Regions from separate parts of the Mus musculus genome. Here region 2 is linked to region 1. A link is a contact called in public HiChIP or PLAC-seq data. All regions are on one chromosome and are shown on one strand. Each heading gives the region's core, a stretch centred on a gene start, on an enhancer-like site or on the middle of the called end of the contact. The rest is flanking DNA. Distances are from core to core; before and after follow the strand shown.

Region 1 (5,126 bases), core at 1,279-3,778:
GCTATTTCTGCTACCCCAGCATCGAGGTTATAGACACCCATTCTGTGCTTGGCATCTACACAGGAGCTGGGGGTCTGAACTTAGTCTTTCTGCTTGTGCAGCAAGTACTCTAACCACTGGGCAAGCTCCTTAATCCTTTCCGTGTGTCTGTGTGTCTGTCTTGTCTTTCTATCTATCTTCCTTCCATTCTTTTTAGATAGTTTCTCACCTTGTTTCTCAAAGCTGTCATCAAACTGCAATTCTCCTTTGGTCTTTTGAGTAGTGGAATGATTATTGTGAATGAAATACAACATACCTGGCTATTCTTTCTCTCCCCCTTCCCCCATGTGGATGTATGTTTTGAGATAGACTTTGACTATGTAGACCTGGCTGGCCTCTGATTCAGTGGAAATCTCCAATTGATCTGCCTGTTTCTCCCTCTGTGCTCAGTTACCTTTCTATTTTGATGAAGAAACTGAGGGATATAGAGTTAGAAATACCATGGGCAAAGCTCTCAGTCCTTTTGCTCAGCAAGGCCGTACATGTTTTCTGTTTCTTTGTAACAGAATCCTGGCTGTCCTCAGACTCAGCAAGATCATCCACCTTTGCCTCCCAAGGGCTGGGTTTAAAGGTGTGCCCGACCTTCACTGGCCTCTGGGGCCTTTTTAGTCTCTCAGTCCGGTATTTTGCAATCTGAAGACCTTCTCCTTAAAATATGAGATCTTGCATACAGTTCTAGCTTCCTAGAGTTTATGAAGTTAAGGGTGCACACAGTACGTGGACGCCTGACCCTGTCTCCTCACCACCGACTCAGACCCCGGATGGTAGGATTGGGACCCAGAACCTGAGTGAGTTAAAGTTGATTCACTTTTTTTTCTTTGTAATTTTTTTATTAGATATTTTCTTCATTTACATTTCAAATGCTATCCCCCAAATCCCCTATGGCCTCCCCCGTGATTCAGTCTTCTGTCTGTGCCTTCCCATGGAGCTGCTGTAAGAAACTGGGATTGCAGCTTCTGCCTCAGCGTGCTCTCCCCGGACTGCTGTGGCTGTCTTATCCTGGAGAATTGTAAACCAGATCTATCAGATAGATAACCTTTCAGTTTTTACTTGTTCTCTTGGGGCCTTACCCTGTTTTTATGGCCCTGTGTTCCTTTTTTAGATCTGTGGGCAGTTGTTGCTGCTGTTGTTGAGATAGGTTTTCTCTATTTTGTAGCTCTGGCTGTCCTAGAATTTACTTTGTAGATCAGACTGGCCTTGAACGATGAAAGATCAGCCTGCCTCTGCTAGGGTTAAATACATTGACTACAGCACACAGCAAGAGGAATATTTTTATGAAAAAGTTGCTTGTTTGCCTTAGAGACTATAGTTGGAAGTACGGAAACTGGAAAGTCTGTCACAAGGCAGTCTTCCTCTGTAAAGGGTGGCTGCTGAAAGTGCCCTGGACAGACAGACAGTTTTCTCATTTGTTGGGAAATTCATTAGTTTTCCTAGCTGCTTTATATGAAGCACTCTTTCTGGTGCCAGTGAAGAAGTGAAGAAATAACAGGCGCCTGGTTGTGGCTTTTCTGGCATGATTGTTTGGGTGGGTAGCCGTGAGGGGTTATTAAAATTGGCTCTCATCTGTAAGTTTCATTAGGTGGTTTAGTGACTTTTTCTTTAGTCTTCTTTTCTCAACACTAACAAGCTTTCTATGGCCCTTTGGTCTGGATAGGACTCCATAGTTAACTCTTTCTGATGTTGAGTTAGAATCTAGCTCTGGGAGGGTGTCTGGGTGCCTAATCCAGGCCATCCTTTGAATTTTCTGTGTCCTGAGTGCTGGGACTATAGCTATGCATGGGGCATGCCCAGCTTGTTCAGTATCATTATGAGGTAGTGTGGATTTGGAAGGACTGGAAGGATCTCAGTTCTGGTGGCTGCCTTTATCTGATAAATTGGAAGTGTGCTCTTATTCTCCTTTTAAACGTAGGGAAATTTGAAAGAATTTAATACAACAAAACGTACTTTGGGGGATGGTGGTTGCAAATTAGCAGCCACATAGGCAGATGACCAGAATTTGAATGAAGTGTTTTTATCTTCTGTAAAGAAGTAAATTGGCACGTGGTCTCCAGATTATATATAACGCGGCTCCCAGGACGTGTGGGTTTGACTCTGGATAAAATGTTAGCGTACTTCCATTTCTCCATGGATGAGATGGCTTTGATGAGGCTCAATAGGAGGGTAGGGTAGGGGGGGTAGGTTATTGTCCTGGCATGTAGTCATGTTTCCCCTGTTTAAAAGTACAACACAGGGCTGGTATGGTATAACTGCCTGTAGTCTCAGCACTACTGATGATCATTTGAGCCAAAGAGTTAGAAACCAGCCTGGACAAGATAGCAAAACACTATCAAATGAACAAAACAACACCCCATCCTATAGTCCCTTATTCAGGGTCTCAGGACAGAGCTGATGTCAGCTGATTTCATAGTACTTCCTCTTGGATTGGTTCAGATCATACCAGTCCTCAGCCCCATGGTGAATGGGAGGAAGTGGAGGTAGGCAGAGATGGCCTGTAGCTATAGAGAAAAGGGACAGTGGAATGATTTATGCTGCTCAATTTATGTACTAGGGAGCAAGGCTGCTCTTGCAGAAGTCCCTTTAGTCCTAAGATCTAAGTGATTTCTGTGGAGCTGGCAGGGAAAGTAAAAAGCCTGTTGGTTGGGAGAGGCCTTAACTTTTGTACTTATCTCTGCCTGGAGTGCCCTTAACAGAGGAGGGTCCCCTCCGGGAACTGATCAACAGCTGCTGCCAGTCCCTAGAATCACAGGAAGTGGAGGCCTGGTGCCTTTGTATAGAAGCTCTGCAGCCAGACAATAGTTTGTGCTGGCGGGGCCATGTGGCGAGTCACGTGACCCGAGGCTGTATTCTGCTGGGGTCCTTACCCATCTGTTCTCTCGGCTCTTTCTGGGTTATCAGGCGCCAGTCCAAGTCTTCCCAGGCAGCCAGCTTCATGGCCAGAGATTACGAGCACTAACCTTCCTGGCAGGGTCGGTGTGGCTTCGAGTTTATGCAGATTAGCCATGTGTTTCTCACTTCAAGGCGGTCCACAGGAAAAGCCTTTTCCTGTGTTTGGCTCTCAGTGGGCGGTTCCCAGCTTACTGTACTGGGACTCAAGCTGCAGGCACGCACGAGAGGGATCACAGTACACTGCCCCCCCCTCCACCTCCAATGCTACGTCACCACAACACAACCACTCACGCTCTCATACTGTTGGTGTCATTCATTCCGTGCCAAGATTGCTTTAAAAAATTCCCTTGGCCCCAGTTCAAACAGGAGTACAGCTGGGATGTGTTAGATTTTAGGCAGTCTGCCCTCAATTTGAGATGAGTTATAAATAGCAGTGCCGACTTCCTTAACTACCGCTCTCTGAGGTAAAATGCAGGTTAATTACTGTGGGAATCAATTAGGGGCTTCTTTCGGTTAAAGAGCCAGGGATGCATTTTTATTGTTATTATTAAAACTCATAAACAAATCTGGCCAGGAATAAATTGAAAGCACGAGAAGTACAAAATAATATTTGGAGGCCCAAAATCCAAGGGTATGGCTCTAGGTTTATCCTGGCACCGACTAGTTGGCATCTAGAGCGGAAAACACAAGTGTGTGCTGGTCAGGACTTCTCCTTTCCAAAGATGGAGGCTCTTGGCAGTCCCTGGCCCAACCTTTCATTTTGTTCTTTCGAGTCTTTGGCACAGCTAGGCATAAAAGTTGGCCCTTACCTCCGCTTCTGGTCACCTCTTCTCTGTATCTTTGGCTTCTGACTGTCCATTCTCTCGCAGACTTATTTCAGGATCAGAGATTGTTTTTCCTGGTGCCACTACCACATGGTGTGGGGAGTAATATCTCTTGGTACTCAGAAGTTTTAGTGCGTGCCTGGTTTTGTCTCCTCTTTCAGTGGCTTATGGTCAGATAGAGAATTTGCAACTATGTTTAATATTTTGAGTGTCCCAAAAGTGGTTACTTTTGACTATCTGACACCTAGCCTTGATGAACCTTAAAGCTCAACTTGTTACTTTCAGCAGTTCACAAGGCCACTGTGGCCTTTTCCTGTACATTAAGAACTTGTGAGTGATTCCAGAGCCAGGTGGTCCGGAGGTGCCATTTGCTGGAAGCAGGGAACTCTGCAAGTTGTTAGTGTGCAAGCTGTTTGCACTGAATATACTCGGAAGGATAGGCCTGCACCGGCACCTTTGATGCCCCGAACCGCATTCATTTCATTTGTCAGGCACTTTATAGCTTGGCCAGTGATCTGCAAGGAGCTAAGTGGTGGACTACCCCCCCACCCTTATTTTTATTTTTTTATGAATGCAGGAGAGTATATAGCAGGGGGCCTGGCTTGCCTGATGAAGGGCCAGCATTTTCCTCTCAATTACGTGTCTGTGAGGCAGAGCCTTTGCCTTTGAAGCGTAATCACAGTAATCTGCTCCCGCGGTTTCCTGTTGAAAGGGTTTCCTCTCCATCTTTCCCAGAGTGGCATCTCTGGCTCTTTTGCAGCTACGATTTGGTGTTTCTCCTCCTTTGTGGCTGCTGACTACTGATGCTGGCCGTTTCTATTTTACAGGAGGTAGACATTTTTCTGTTTCAATTGATGAATGAAGATTTGATGTTCTCTACTTTAAGAGATTGGGAGTGGTGCCTCCCCCCCCAACTGCAAACCACATATCTTTCACAGTATTTTTAAATCTCATAAGTAAGTTAGATTCTCTTTTAACATGAAACCAGAGTGGTCTGTTTGTTGGAACTGAACATATTTTTGTTTGGTGAATAGACTGCAATAGTCCATTGATCGTGATAAACCTTTGGTGAGGGGAATGAGTTTGATAACCAAAAAATGTCAGTTTCATTTTGAGAAGCTATTGTTTGACTGTCCTTTAAAGGATCCTACTGTGAGGCCAGAGTAGTCTTAAGACTCCAGGTGCAGGGGAGTTTTGTCTTATCCTGCTTGCCTTGGTAAGTGTTGGAGTTTTGGCCATGTGTTTGGGTTTGGGGCTGGGTGTACGTTATTATAACCCTTGCTGATACAGGTTGGGTTATTTCGATGCCATTGTTCTTCAGGACTATTTTAGCTTCCCCTCTTCTAATTCAGTCGTCCTACTTGATACTGGGGTTGA
Region 2 (5,126 bases), core at 969-3,468, 170 kb before region 1:
TCACACACACATACATAATTAAAAGAATACAAATTTGGGGGCTGGAGAGATGACTCGCTCTACCAGAGGATCAGAGTTCAATTCCCAGCACCCACATGGCAACTTATAAGTGTCTGTAACTCAAGTTCCAGAGAGGCAGGACACCAATGCACAAAAAAAGTAACTCTTGCAGGGCGTGGTGGCGCACACCTTTAATTCCAGCACTCAGGAGGCAGAGGCAGGTGAATTTCTGAGTTCGAGGCCAGCCTGGTCTACAAAGTGAGTTCCAGGACAGCCAGGGTTATACAGACGAACCCTGTCTCGGAAAACCAAAAAAAAAAAAAAAAGAAAGAAAAAGATTTATTTATTTATATGAGCTATGTTCAGATACACAAGAGGGCATCAGATCCCATTACAGATGGTTGTGAGCCATCAAATGGTTGCTGTGAATTGAACTCGGGACCTCTAGAAAAGCAGTCAGTGCTCTTGACCGCTGAGCCATCTCTTCTGCCCTCCCCTTGTCCCCACCTCACTTTTTAAAAATCAGTAATGTAAGCCGGGCGTGGTGGCGCACGCCTTTAATTCCAGCACTTGAGAGGCAGGTGGATTTCTGAGTTTGAGGCCAGCCTGGTCTACAGAGTGAGTTCCAGGACAGCCAGGACTATACAGAGAAACCCTGTCTCGAAAAACCAAAAAAATTAAAAATTAAAAAAAAATCAGTAATATAGTGGTCATTATGGCAAACGTTCTAGGATTTTGCAGTGGAGAAATTGTAGGAGAAATGCCAAGACTGGCATGAAGTTGGGTTTGGGGAACAAAACCTAAGGACATACCAAAATCTCAATAATCAAGACAGTATGTTAGGACAGGGGAAGAGTCTCAAACTGGTAAAATCCCAGAGGCCACGGGTTTGATCCCTTGCACTAAATAAACTGGACATAGCTCTGCATGCCTATAAAAGGCCTGATGTTTTAAATAATACTACCTATCTGTCTGTGTGTCTGTCTCTCTATAGCTTTTTGAGGCAGACTCTCTCTATGCAGCCCTGGCTGTCTTTCTGCACTGAAACTCAATAGGCCAGCCGTTTTCATTCGCACTCACAGAGCTCTGCCTGCCTCTGCCTCCAGAGCGCTGCTTTAACAGTCTGCACCACCATAGCCAGTTCTTTTATAAAACAAACAAACAAACGCCCAAAGAGTGCTGCCTCCTGAGCATCCAGGCCCGGGGCTCTCTGCTCAGCTCTATGTTCTCTTTTTTAAATTTCACCATGATAACACAAATTGTTTCGCCCAACAGAAAGATCTCTTTGGGGGCCAGTGAAATGGCTCAGTGGTTAAAGGCGCTTGCCACCAAGCCTGACAGCCTGAGTTTGATCCCTGGAACCCACAGGTAAAAGGGGATAGCCAACTCCCACAACACGTCCTCTGACCACTGTGACATGCACTTGTGCATCCCTGCCCCAGTAAGAGGGCAGGGGGGCGGGGCAGGGGCAGCGGCAGGGGAGAACGATCTTAGAAATGACAATGGTTTTAGTGCTGGGGGTTGAAACCAGGGTTGTGTTCATGCAGAACACACAAGGCCACCACAGAGGTCACCCATGAAGAATGTTGTTTTGGTTTTTTGAGACAGGATTTCTGTATGTAGCCCTGGCTATCCTGGAACTCATTGTGTAGACCGGGCTGGCCTTAAACAAACAGGGATTCGGCTGCCTTTGCCTCCCAAAGTGCTAGAATTAAAGGCAGGAGGCACTCTGCCCTGCTCAGAGAAAGGACAGTTTGTTTTTTTGTTTTGGTTTTTTTGTTGTTGTTTTTTGTTTTGTTTTGTTTTTTTTGTTTTTTGAGACAGTGTTTCTCTGCATAGCCCTGGCTGTCCTGGAACTCACTCTGTAGACCAGGCTGGCCTCGAACTCAGAAATCCGCCTGCCTCTGCCTCCCAAGTGGTGGGATTAAAGGCGTGCGCCACCACGCCCTTCAAGAAAGGACAGTTTTATCACTAACCTCATTTAGAATTGCGGGAATGTGGAGACAATAAAAGGCGTACCCATTGTCATTACAATGTCTTAAAAGTCTTACAGAGAATGCATGGCTCAGTGCTTGAACAGAGCTAACAGGCCACCACCCTCAGTAGATTCTGCCCTAGGCCACCAGTTTCCAAGCTCTGACTAAGGTGAGCCCAGAGGTACCTCCCAAAGCTAACTTTCCAGTTCTGACACCACAAGGGCTGGTAGCAAGTCAGCGGCTGATGTAGGTCTTAGTTTCTTCAGAAACAAATCCATAAGCCACACCTGCCCCTTCCAGGCAGGGGAATGAAGACAGTGCCCAGAGATCCGCTGCACACATGGCGGGCCGCCACAGTGCCACAAAGGGATAGAGGTGAAAGGAAATAAAACTGTAATTCATGTAATGTATGTCAAATAGCCCAAAGAGTTGTTTGTGAGCTTTGAAACCTGGGGCTGAGAACATAGCAGAACAGACCAGGACATGCCCGGGCAGGCCCATCGCCTCCGTATCTCCCACCCCTCTGACCTAAGTTAAATGTTACAGGCTGCTGATGTTTAAATGGACCAATCATGTGAAACTGCGCCAATTCCTCCCCCAGCCCCACTCCTTTTCTATAAAAACCCCTAGCTTCCAAGCCTCGTGGTCGAATCCACTGTCTCCTGTGTGAGATACGTTTCGATCCGGAGCTCCGCCATTAAAATACCTCTTGTTGTTACATCAAGGTGTTGTGTTCTATTCGTGATTCTTGGGTGCACGCCGAATCGGGAGTTGAGTGGGGGTTTCCCCACTGAGTTCTTTCATTGGCAACCCTATCACTCTCTACAGACTAGATGTGATGGCTTGTCCCTATAATTCCATCACTTGAGACATCGAGGCAACAGGACTCTGGCTGGTTTGAAGCCACTCTGGTCTACATAGTAAGTTCTAGACTAGCCTGGGTTAGAGAGTAAGATACTGTCTCAAAAACATCAACAACAAACCCACAAAAGGGTGATGAGTTCTGTCGTCCCCACAAAGCGGCTCCTGAGTCCACATTCTGGGATAAGGGAAGGGGATCTGGGTGGATCCTATTAGCTCAGATCCTATTGGCTGGTCACAATGATGGGATGCTGAGCTGCTATTGGGTGGCACCTGGTGGGTGGAACATTTCCCTTCCTCAGGGTTGGGGCTCCAGAGAAGCAGCCTGAAAGGAAATATTCCACTTGGACAGGCCTGACCTGCTTGTTTGACTCTCTGTCTCCTCTAAGAATGTAAGTTCCTAGAGCCCGCCACACACTGTTTCCCAAGAGACTGATCGTAAATATTTCAGACTTCGCAGGCCATATGGTCTCTGTTGCAACTACTTAACGTAGTGAGAAGGAAGCACAGAGGAGCCACAAACGGAGCATGGCTGTGTTCCAATAAAACTTTATTTACGCGTGTTCAAATCTGAATTTTGTACAAATGTCATGCATCGTCACTTTTTTTTTCTTCACTTAAAATTATTTCAAAATGTAAAAAAACCATCAGACTCAGTGGCCTACACCTGTACTCTCAGCGCTCAGGAAGCAGAGGCAGGTGGATGTCTGTGATGAGGCTTGCCTGCTCTAGAGAGCCAGTGCTTACCTAGGTAACAAATGCAAAGACTGAGGCTGAGAGAGGTTATCTTGAATACTCAGGGTCACTTGGCTAAGAGAGATGAGCTAAGAGCTCAGGTGTGCAGCGCTGGACCCCAAGCAAGATCTGTGGCCTGTGGCATTATCTGCGTACCCATGCATACAGCAGGAAACAGGAGGCTGCAGCTTTTGTGTTTGATTTTATTGGTTTTATTTAGCATTTATTTATTTAGCTGGTCTCTCTGTAACAACCCTGGCTGGCCTGGCCGACCAGGCTGGTGGTTTTATTTACTTTTAAGATAAGCGTCTCAATGTGGGCTGGAACTCAGAGCCCTGTCTCAGCCTAAGGTGCCGATCCAGGAATGTCACCTGTCCCCTCCTGGAGCTTACTTCTCATGGGGAGGGCAGACAGATGAGCATGCAGTTGGATTGCTAGCGAGCCTGCAGCCACAGCATTTGGGCTACAGTTACTGTGCCACGTCATTACAGCGGAGATTCGAGATGCTGATGAAGTGAAGGCATGAACCCCCCAGAGCTGGGGAAAGAATGTTCCAGACAGAGGGCACAGCAAGGGTAGCACGGGAGAGAGCTCACCAGGCATGTGCAGTGAGCGGCAAGGATGATGGCAGCAGGAGGGCAGAGAGCCAAGACAAGTGGCACCGGGAAGATGCAGAGGGAGTATTCATCCTTCCTGCGGGGCTCTGCAGGCAAAAGCCTGGGTTTTGTTTGACACGTCCTGGAGGAGGTGCAAGTGGGGTGTGACCCTGGCCCTACAGGAGAGGCACTTCTCTCCCCCCAGCTGCTCCCTCCTCCCTCTCTCCCCAACACTGGGGTGCTTTGAGATTACAGATGTTGTTTTTCAGGTTTCCAGTCCAGCTACAATACCCGCTGTCTGGCTGTGGGCAACCCTATCCCTCTCTGAGCCTCAATTTTCTTATGATTTACGTCTCGAGGCCTTGGTAGAAATAGCTGATGAGATCTTGCTTGCAAACTTCAGTTCCAGACAGGAGACATAGTTGTCCAACCTCAGGTGCCCAGGAGGCTTAGGATGTAGCTCAATGGTGGGGGCATTTGCCTAGCAAGCTCAGGGCCTAGGTTCTGTTTTCAGTATAGAGAGGGAGGGGTAGAGGGAAGGAAGAAAAGAAGGGAGGGAAGAGAGGGAGGAAGGAAGGAAGGAGGAGGAGGAGGGACAGAGGGAGAAGGAGAGGGAAGGAGTCAGGCAGAAAGGTAGGCCATAAGCCCCCACCCGCTGCTTGTGCTGATTATGATGTAAATGCTCAGCCTGGTTCGGACCAACTGAGATTCCTCGGTAAAGGTGCGGTCCCTACAGTAACCGCCTCCTGCTGTTTTACCTGCTGCCCTCAGACACCAGTGCCAACCAGCCTCTACTCAGAGGCCAGGAGACAACATCACAGAGGAGCCCCCTGGGGCAAGGCCCGTCCACACAAGGACCTCTTCAATGCCACAGCCCACGCAGCTCAGGCTACCACAGAGAGACCCACACCTAGGCCGCAGCCCACACTCACTGCTAGAGTTAGTGCTTTGACAAGGT

What was found. HiChIP or PLAC-seq counts read pairs in DNA pulled down with a chosen protein or histone mark.
Region 2: an H3K27ac HiChIP or PLAC-seq map of embryonic stem cells shows a contact between it and region 1, with 5 read pairs. The contact joins two enhancer-like sites. A contact is called at or near these places in 4 of 115 datasets of contacts at active chromatin or transcription factors (bone marrow-derived macrophages, effector CD8 T cells, embryonic stem cells and 1 more) and 2 of 9 other capture datasets (adipose tissue and liver).

What each region holds. Positions count from the first base shown.
Region 1 is chr4:133,727,718-133,732,843 of GRCm38.p6, reverse strand. All of the region lies in intron 1 of Arid1a (AT rich interactive domain 1A (SWI-like)), which reads left to right. Among named protein-coding and RNA genes, the nearest start is that of Mir7227, 13 kb to the right of the region's middle. Within about 2 kb of position 2,528, at least 300 of the 459 cell types and tissues checked have an H3K27ac peak or open chromatin away from gene starts, as enhancers often do. A contact at or near this core is called in embryonic stem cells, where this site is marked.
Region 2 is chr4:133,897,528-133,902,653 of GRCm38.p6, reverse strand. No RefSeq gene overlaps it. Among named protein-coding and RNA genes, the nearest start is that of Rps6ka1, 12 kb to the right of the region's middle. Within about 2 kb of position 2,218, at least 37 of the 459 cell types and tissues checked have an H3K27ac peak or open chromatin away from gene starts, as enhancers often do. A contact at or near this core is called in embryonic stem cells, where this site is marked.